Linked DNA regions of Mus musculus: regions 2 and 3 are each linked to region 1. The links are chromatin contacts, called in public promoter capture Hi-C maps. All regions are on one chromosome and are shown on one strand. Each heading gives the region's core, a stretch centred on a gene start, on an enhancer-like site or on the middle of the called end of the contact. The rest is flanking DNA. Distances are from core to core; before and after follow the strand shown. Region 1 holds the start of Chst10 (carbohydrate sulfotransferase 10). Region 2 overlaps Gm5099 (predicted gene 5099). Region 3 holds the start of Tbc1d8 (TBC1 domain family, member 8).

The links. Promoter capture Hi-C pulls out the DNA fragments that hold promoters and counts their contacts.
Region 2: a promoter capture Hi-C map of trophoblast stem cells shows a contact between it and region 1, with 7 times the contacts expected there. The contact joins the enhancer-like site here to the promoter of Chst10 in region 1. A contact is called at or near these places in 12 of 39 promoter capture datasets (the 3T3-L1 cell line, 3T3-L1-derived adipocytes, the C10 cell line and 8 more) and 2 of 115 datasets of contacts at active chromatin or transcription factors (both in embryonic stem cells).
Region 3: a promoter capture Hi-C map of neural stem cells shows a contact between it and region 1. The contact joins the promoter of Tbc1d8 here to the promoter of Chst10 in region 1. A contact is called at or near these places in 2 of 39 promoter capture datasets (hippocampal neurons and neural stem cells), 1 of 484 Hi-C or Micro-C datasets (embryonic stem cells) and 1 of 115 datasets of contacts at active chromatin or transcription factors (embryonic stem cells).

What each region holds. Positions count from the first base shown.
Region 1 is chr1:38,896,644-38,899,516 of GRCm38.p6, reverse strand. Chst10 (carbohydrate sulfotransferase 10) reads left to right here and starts at 1,357. Exons shown (of 7, transcript NM_145142.2): 1 at 1,357-1,627. It overlaps Gm51581, which reads right to left. Exons shown (of 3, transcript XM_030243909.1): 1 at 2,862-2,873; 2 at 1,884-2,115; 3 at 567-1,800. The coding sequence ends at 1,167.
Region 2 is chr1:38,158,177-38,161,049 of GRCm38.p6, reverse strand. Gm5099 (predicted gene 5099) reads right to left here. Exons shown (of 6, transcript NR_151587.1): 4 at 2,333-2,873; 5 at 1,789-1,835; 6 at 1,158-1,298. Among named protein-coding and RNA genes, the nearest start is that of Gm5099, 28 kb to the right of the region's middle. Within about 2 kb of position 1,424, at least 5 of the 459 cell types and tissues checked have an H3K27ac peak or open chromatin away from gene starts, as enhancers often do. A contact at or near this core is called in trophoblast stem cells, where this site is marked.
Region 3 is chr1:39,477,319-39,480,191 of GRCm38.p6, reverse strand. Tbc1d8 (TBC1 domain family, member 8) reads left to right here and starts at 1,445. Exons shown (of 20, transcript NM_018775.4): 1 at 1,445-1,752. The coding sequence starts at 1,626.

The DNA of each region.
Region 1 (2,873 bases), core at 108-2,607:
CAGAGGAGGGGTGGCAAGATGAGGGAGGGACTGAGGAGTCAGGAGGTGAGGTGGGCAAGGGCTGGCCAGCCATTGTCAGGACAAAAGTCAGTCATAATCTTCATAAATTGGGCCTTTTAAAAGTCACAGCTTCTGAGTGAAACGTACAGAAACTGGACTTCTGAATCACACAGAAGCTGTCTTCTCGGAGCCTGGCCCAGTACTCCTGGGCAGGAGAACAGCCTTGGAGATAATGGGGTCTACTCCCCATTCACTGTCTGTGTTGTGTTCCTGGGGAGGCTTCCTGTCTGCAGATGACTCCTTCTGACTGAGATAAGTTCACTGAGAAACCAACCCTGCCAGTTTGTAAAAGTTTTTCTCCAGACATTTCTTAACCAGTTCTCTCTCTCTCTCTCTCTCTCTCTCTCTCTCTCTCTCTCTGTGTGTGTGTGTGTGTGTGTGTGTGTGTGTGTGGAGAGAGAGAGAGAGAGAGAGAGAGAGAGAGAGAGAGAGAGACATTCTCTGTGTAGACCTGGTGGAAGTTGCTCTGTAGACCAGGCTGGACTAGAACTCAAGAATTTGCCTACCTCTGCCTCCCTATACTGGGATTAAAGTGAGCCACCATGCCCAGGTAACCAATCAGGGTTGTTAAGAAACTATGAATGGGGCTGGAGAGATGGCACAGCAGTTAAGAGGTGGTACCACCTTTGCAGAGGACCTGAGTTCAGTTCCTAGCACCCACACTGAGTAACTCACAATTCCCTCTTAAGTCTTGCTGGAAGGGATCCCACACTTTTCCTGACTCTGTGGGCCCTATATTCAAGTATACACACCCACACAGAGATGCAAACATAAAAATAATAAAAGTAATTTTAAAAAATCTATGGATAGAGGAAGGTGTGGTACCTAGCATTTACCATGCCCTGCATCCCTGAGGCTGAGAAAGGAGGATTGCCTCACGCTGGAGTCCAACCTGAGCTTCGGAGTGAGTTACAGGTAAGCCTGCACTCCATTGAGGCATGGTCTTTTAAAAAAGAAAAAACAAAATAAAACAGAATAGAAACAAATGCAAATAACTAAGGAAGAATAAAGATTTGTACTATACCAAAGCTCAAGCGATCTGACCTTTCCTCAGGTCAAAAAAAATTTTTTTTTTTAAAGAATGATTGTTGATCTACTTATGTGTTTCATTGTCGTTGACATTGTTGCGTTTTCCTAAGTTTTGGATTTCCTTTGCCTTCTCCAAGGTGTTTTCTGCGCGGTGCGGCTGGGTTGCTGCATCTGTACAATTTCTCCACAGGCCAATGGGGACCAGGAGGCCTGGGATGGTGGGTGCGCGGTGCGTCCTCCTGGCTTCCTGCAACGTGGACGCGCGCGCGCGTGCACAGCGGTGGCGGCGACGACGCGCAGGACCAGGCCCACACTCCCGGGCGGCAGTGGGCGGCGGTCTTGCACCCCGAAGCTCGCACGCGCCCGGCTTCCTCCTTCCGGCGTGGCTGCACCCCTGCACCCTGCAGGAGGGTAGGCGGGTAGCGGTGCGGAGGTCTGGGCAGAGCCCGCCTCCGGGGCTCCGGGGACGCCCACAGGCCCCGCGAGGCCCGAGCAGAGCGCCAGCGGCTGGGAGGAGCGCGAGCGCCGATGTACGAGGGTGAGCTGGGAACTCGGGGGTGGCGGGTCTCAATGAAGTGCTGTCCCCCACCCCTTTGCCGGGTAGACAGAAGGGTGGTGGACTCGGTTTTCCTCAGCGAGCTACCTCGGTGTGTGCTGTGGCGACTTAAAGACGTCCCTGGATGGAGAGATTCCTGGGAAGAGCCTTCATCACTTAATTATGCAACGAGGCGGCGTCCTTGTGCTGGATGCAGTGATGAATGGAATCGATGATACTTGAACCATCCATCGTCTACCTTTGCCACCCTGGGATGGAGACTTGCGTTTGTAAATGTGGGGTGGGGTGGAAAGAGGAGAATGTTTTCCCACTTGGGTCCCAGGAGCGTGCTGGGAAGGAGGACTGGAGGGAGGAACCTGTGCAGCCTTTGCGAAGGAGCGCACGGTTGAGCGCGGCTCCCGGGGCGCTAGGGGAAGGAGTTCTGCCTGCGAGCAGGTCCTGCTTGCTGGCCCATACCTTCACCAAGAGGTCTGTCAGAAGTTGGAGGTCTAGGCATCAATTACTGCACTTTCTGGCTGGAAAGATGAAACAGGTTTTCCAAAAGCTGGTGCTTTTTCGTTCTCCAAGTCTATTCAAGGCAGGAAAGGGCAGGGCAGTGAATACAAAGTAGCTCAGCCAGGCAGGTTCTGGTTAGCCACAAGGAGTTGGGTTTTTGCGCTGGTCTATTGGAACTGCCAGAGCAGGATATGTCTTGAGACATTCTTAAAGTGAGACAGCTCAGCTTCGTTCCCGCTTGCTGATCACTAGCCACGACTTCATCTTTTCTAAGTGACTGGGTTAAAAAGAAAAGACACAAAGAGAGAAATGACTTTCTACCTTCAGTGGTCCCCAGGATAATTAGGACATAGTTTATCTTAAAGCAGAATTGGAGTTTCAAGATGAAAAGAAAAATCTTCACATGTTTGCTCTTGACCCTCAAGAACAGAAGAAATTCCCAAGAAAGCCGCCCCCTCCCGGAAAGGAAAATAGAGTTTTGTTTGTTTGTTTGTTTGTTTTGTTTTTGCAAAGTTGAACAAAGAGCATCAGAAAACACTTGCAAGTATTCTGTGCCACTTGCAGTAATATTTGGGTCCGTTTTGAAGAATTAGGAGAGAGCCAGGAGTACGGTGGGGAGAGAGGACTGACTATATAAGACCCTGAACTTGAGATCTTCTGAACCAGACAGTTTTCTCATCACACAGTCTGGAATTGCTTAAGCTATGTGAGGCGAACTTACCATTAATTTTAA
Region 2 (2,873 bases), core at 175-2,674, 740 kb after region 1:
TTGTTTGGGGGGTAAAAATGGCAGTCTCAAACCCTGGATTCGGCAAAGGCCGACATACATCACACAGAAAACGTATGAGGTGTTTCAGTGTTCTTTATCCCACCCTCCCCACAAAGTTTGGGAGGTATTCAGAATTCCAACCTAAGTGTCCGATGTCCCAGAGTCACTGCCCCTAAGTAATATTTGTGACCTCGGGCAAGAGCACTGAATTCTCTGTGTCATTGTATCTATATGAGGAAGGCCAGATGGCTGGACTCTGTTCATTCTTTCGGCATTTCATAGACGCCTGTCATTCTAAGCCCCCATACACACAACAGGCCACAAGACTGATGGTCTCTATATCATGCCTGAGCTGACTTACACATAAGGCAACCAGCGCTGTGCAGTTCTCCACACTTACACAGCTCAGAGGCAGCAGGGATTGACTACACTTCCACCATTCTCCACTCCATTCACGGTGCTTTCAAACACATGGCTGGGGTGGGGGACATGTAAGAAAATGAGTTGTGGCATGGTCCCCATTCTCTTTGCTGGTTTTCTAGACCCACAGAAGCCACCTCTGACTGGCCACAGAAGCTAAAGACTACAGGAAGGTTTTCATTCACCCTCTTGTACACTTGACCCCCAGGGGGTGACAAGAAGGAGGAGGGAAGGGGAAAGAGGGGGTGACTAGGAGGAGAGGAGGCACAGCCAAATGGTTTGGTTCCATCTGATTTTCTTTCATTCAAATGGATTCATTAATATTGAGAGAGCCATCAGATGCTTTGACCAAAATTCTCAACACCTCCAAAATCTGAGGGGACAGGAGGAAGAGGGAAGAGAGTGAATAGACAAAAATTATCAAAATGCCTGCATCTGTGGCTCATATATTTTCTGTGTCATGTGTGTTGGCCGTTGCCGAATTCAGAGTTTGAAGTTAGCAGACCACTGAAATGCTCCACAGAGAGAAGTGCCTGCTTTGAATTCCAGGTTCAGTTCAGCTCCTAGAATCCACGGTGGAAGAAAAGAACTAACACTCAAATGTTGCTCTCTGATATCTATATGCGAGAGGCATACCACACATACACACACACACACACACACACACACACACACACAGTTGGGAGCATGTCATAGTCACTGTTCTATTGCTGTGAAGAGACACCATGACCATGGAAACTCTTACAAAGGAAAACATTTAATAGGGCTGGATTACAAGTTCAGACTAGCCCTTTATTGTCATGGCGAGAAGCACGGCAGGATACAGACAGGCATGATGCTGGAGAAAGAGACAGGAATTCTACTTCTGGATCAGCAAGCTGCAGGAAGACAGAGACATTAGGCCTGGCTTAGCATTCGAAACCCCAAAGCCCACCCTCAGTGACACACTTCCTCCAGAGAGGCCACACCTCCTAATAGAGCCACTCCCTGGTGACCAAGCATTTAAATCTGGCCTATGGGAGTCATTCCTATTCAAGTCACCACAGATGGTAAGAAGAATGTCTGTCACATAGGAGAAAAACTGTCTCCCACTTTGGAGAGGCCCTCTCATCTGGTCTTATGGAGGCCAGGGAAGCAGTCAGGATCTTTGCTTTTCAGGCCTCTCCCACTAGATTGACTGTGAGGGACTGACTCATTCTGAGAATGGATGGGTTTGATCTGAACCTCTGTGTAGCTGCTATGCCCTGAAACTGCTGTACTGAAGCTGACATGAAGTAGAAGAACCTAGATGTGGAATATGCACCAGGCAAAAATGCAGGAGGGCCCTGAACAGGAAGAGGACCAGACAGAATGCAGATTCATACTTACGGCTTTTGCAGGGTGACTATCCATTCCCCATTCTCCTGGACTTCCGTCTGAAAAGGGAGTAAGCTTTGTGTTGTCAACAGATAAATGAACAAAGGAATGAGGTGATAGATTATTCATGGTCTACAAATGTTTACTATTTAGACAACCCTTTTCATATTATAATAATCTGTTCTAGATTTAGCTTTCAGATCCAGCACTGAGACAGAACCCTTTGGCCATGTGCAGAACTTAACAAAGGATAAATGTACAGGAGACAGAGACAAAATCGGCTGACATACTCAGGAGCAAAGAGAGCCCCGATCGTGGTGTGTTTAATCTAAAGCCACCTTCAGTTCCTTGAGATCCTGATACACATTTTTCTGTTCAAATCCTTCCTCACAAAGATGTCATTTTAAAAATGGTTTTTAGGTTCACAGGAAAGCCAAGAGGGAAGTTAAGATATTTTCTATAGAGTCCCTGTCCAATGGCTGTCAGAGCCTCATTGTTACCAGCAGGCTCCACTAGAGCCTGTGTTGGTGTAATCGGAGAACCCACATTTACTCACTGGGATGACTCTTGGCACTGGGCAGGCTGTATGTCCCCATTGTGGTGTGATGAGTGGTACTATAGTCCTCTCTCTCCCAGTTCTGTTTTCTACCGTTCCAGTTACCTGAGATCAACGGCACAGTTGTGACCCAGTGAACCTCCTTCCTGTACATAATCTGAGAGCTGATCAATACCCAATACCACATTGCGAATTGATTGGCTGGATGGTCAGGGACTTGGGAAAATCGTGATTGGAAAAATCAGTGAGAAAGACTTCTGGGGAAGAAGTATGTGGATAGATGTCTCCAAACCAGCAAAGGATGTGAAGATATTTGTGTCCCAGGTAAGTGCTCATCAAAAGGTGACTTTAGCCAAGAAGGAGTTCAGTAATCAAGTGGATAAGATGACCTGTTCTGTGGACAGTCAGCATCCTTCTCCAGTCACCTCTGTCATTGCTCAATGGAAACATGAATAAACTGGCCATGGTGGCCAAGATAAGGGTTATGCTTGGGCTCAATAACACGGACTCCACTCACCAAGGCTGATCTGGTTACAGTTGT
Region 3 (2,873 bases), core at 196-2,695, 580 kb before region 1:
TTCTTCCTCTTCTTTCTCTCTGTATTTTTTGATTGGTCTGCAGAGAAATGGGCTTACTTCGTGGTGACATTTGTATACAACATGGCTCTAAAACTTGCTTATTTTCCCCTCCACCGTCCTCCCCATCCCCCAACCTCCCGTCTCACTTTGCTTTCTACAGGGCTACTGTCTGTTGGATCTGACCAGTTTCTGATCCTCCCCCAGGACAGCTTCTACTTTCCAGTTCTGTCCTACTTAACAACCACATTTTGTCCTTTTGTCAAAACCCAGGGACTAAGGGAACCTTTCCCCTCCCTTTGGCTAAGATATCCGATCTAACCACCTCCCCACAGAGAACACGTGGATCCCTTTCCCTCGGCCTTTTTCAAGGACAGCTAACATGTCTACTCTAGCCTAGAGAAAATATTTATTTAAAACCCTGTACTCACATGCCCCGTGGCTTCTCGTTACTATTACCTGCTCCCATGTTCTAGTGGGTTTGTTTTTTTCTTTAATGTTTTCTCAGAATAGACACAAGAGCCTTATTTTTTTCCGGAGAGGACCTGCAGGGGTGAGTCTCATAGTGGTGCCTTCTAGGTCCTATGTCTCTGTAAGACATTCAGTGTTCAGTATGGTCTGCTGCTGGACTCAGGTTTCTGCGTTGCCACCTCTCCTATAGCTTCAGTTGTATCCTTACAAAAGCATGAAAAAATATTCTGTAAGAGAAATAATAAGTGGGGGATGTCAAGAATGACTCCTGCTGCCAGGCCTGATGACCTGAGTTGGATTCCCAGGGTCCACATAATGGAAGCCAAGACTGACTCCTCAAAGTTGTCTTCTGACTTCCACGCGCCAAACTGTCTCTCGTGACCACCCCCTCCAATAAATAAAATGTAATAAAGAAGAAATGTAAATGTTTGAATTAACGGAAAGCAATTTCTCTGACCCTCTCCTTGCTGTATATATGGACTAAAATATGTAGCATTCTGTGTTAATTTAAAAAAAAAATGAAGAGCGCAGCATTAAAAAAAAATCCAGATACAATTGTCTCCAATTTTCAGTGTTAGCTTTTGGTTATTTGAAACTTGAACACACTCCAGTTTACTGGCGTGCATTGTGCTCTTTAAGGTTAAGACTCTGGGTTGGGCAACCTGCAGCTTGGATAACAAGATGTCTTTTCCCCCTAGGTCCTTCCTCCAGCTTTTAAACAAGGAGCGTGGAGACAACTTGCGCAGTTGCTCGCTTCCTACCGGGAAGGAGGGAATTCGAGACTCGTCCGGGACTAGAGGGAGGAGACCTGGCAGTGGCTCCGATTTCCTCCCGCCACTCCGGAACCCTGGCCGGGAGCCGCAGAGACTAGGAAACCAGGGAGGCGCCACTGGAGCCTCGGGGAGGGTGGAGGGCGTGGCTTCGGGGGTGGGCGGGACCGCGGCTGGTGGGCAGGGTCTAGCCGGGGCGGGGCCACGGCAGGCAGCGCGGGGTGAGCCCGGCGAGCTGTGGTCTCCGCGCTCCGGGGCTCGGCAGGCGCTCCCGCTTCTGTCTCCGCGCGCAGTTCCCGCCGCCTCCTTCCAAGCGGGCTCGGCCCGGTGCGGCCGGCTGCTGGGGCGATGTGAACCGGGACCCGCAGGCGCGGCAGGTTCGCCGCGATGTGGCTCAAGCCCGAGGAGGTGCTGCTCAAGAACGCGCTGAAGCTCTGGGTGACCCAGAAGAGCAGCTGCTACTTCGTCTTGCAGCGGCGCCGCGGGCACGGCGAGGGGGGCGGCCGCCTCACCGGTAAGGGGCGCGCGCGGCGGCCCGGCCCGGCCTCTGTCCCTGCCGCCCGGCCGCGTCGCAGGTGGTGTCTCGGTGGCAGCCGACGAGGCCAGGACGGCCCTGCCTATGGCTTGTTTTCCTTTTTCCTGCGTTTCTCACGCGAGCTCCGGTCGGGCTTGGAGCTCAGGGACCCACGGGCCGAGAGAGGCAGGTGCATCTGGTGTGACCTGGCTCGCGAACGCTGGAGACGCAGCTTCTAGAGCTTGCCCCAAGGCAGCGAGATCGGGGCGCCCTAGGGCCCCGCCAGGTGACAGAAGGGTGCGCCCAGGCAGGCCCGGACTTGGCCATCTGGACGCAGCTGTGGCTCCAGGTGGTGTTGCAGCTGCGGACTTCAGGCCAGATCATCGGGAGGTTCTAGAGATCCAGGACTTTCTGGCCCAGGAGGCGGGGGCTGTCTTCGCTTCGAGGGGAAACTGAGGCACTATAGTTGCGTAGCGAAGTTAAGCATGCCGCTTTTGTTTCTCCTTTCAATGTCTTCTGTGGAACGATAGGACAAAAATACGATAGGCTTTGAAGTTGTCTCCAAGCAAGGCATTTTCCCCTTCTAAAAGTTATGGCTCAAAGCTGTTAAGAGATTGGGATCAGCTCGCGTTATTAGCTAGAGCACCTGCTCAATCAGGGAAGGGGAATTGTCGTGTTTTGCCTAGGGGGTTGGAATGATTCCTTTGGTTAAGGAGCCACCTCTGGTAAAAGGGACTTCAGATGATGGTCCTTTCATAACCTTCTACTGAATGTCGCTGAGGGGGTCAACAGACCTAAACGGTGCGCTCGGGTTAATTGCTGGTGACTGTCTGCACCTGGGCCAGTCTGGAGACGGCCCTTTGGGAGCAGAGTCTGGTTGGAGAAATGAGGAATATGCTTCTACCTAAAATCATGTATTTTAGCTTCAGGAAAAGCTAGCAGGTGTAGGGTGGGGTCAGGGTCCACGATGACAACCGAGACTCTCCTGAGAATTCAGTAGTGGGTAGGAGACCACAGGATTCTGGTTGAAAGGGTTAGTAGACAGTGGAACGTTCTGGGCAGCTGAGTGGCCACGAACCCCCCTGAACAGGGACAACTTGTGCAGCAGGTGGGCTTCGTGG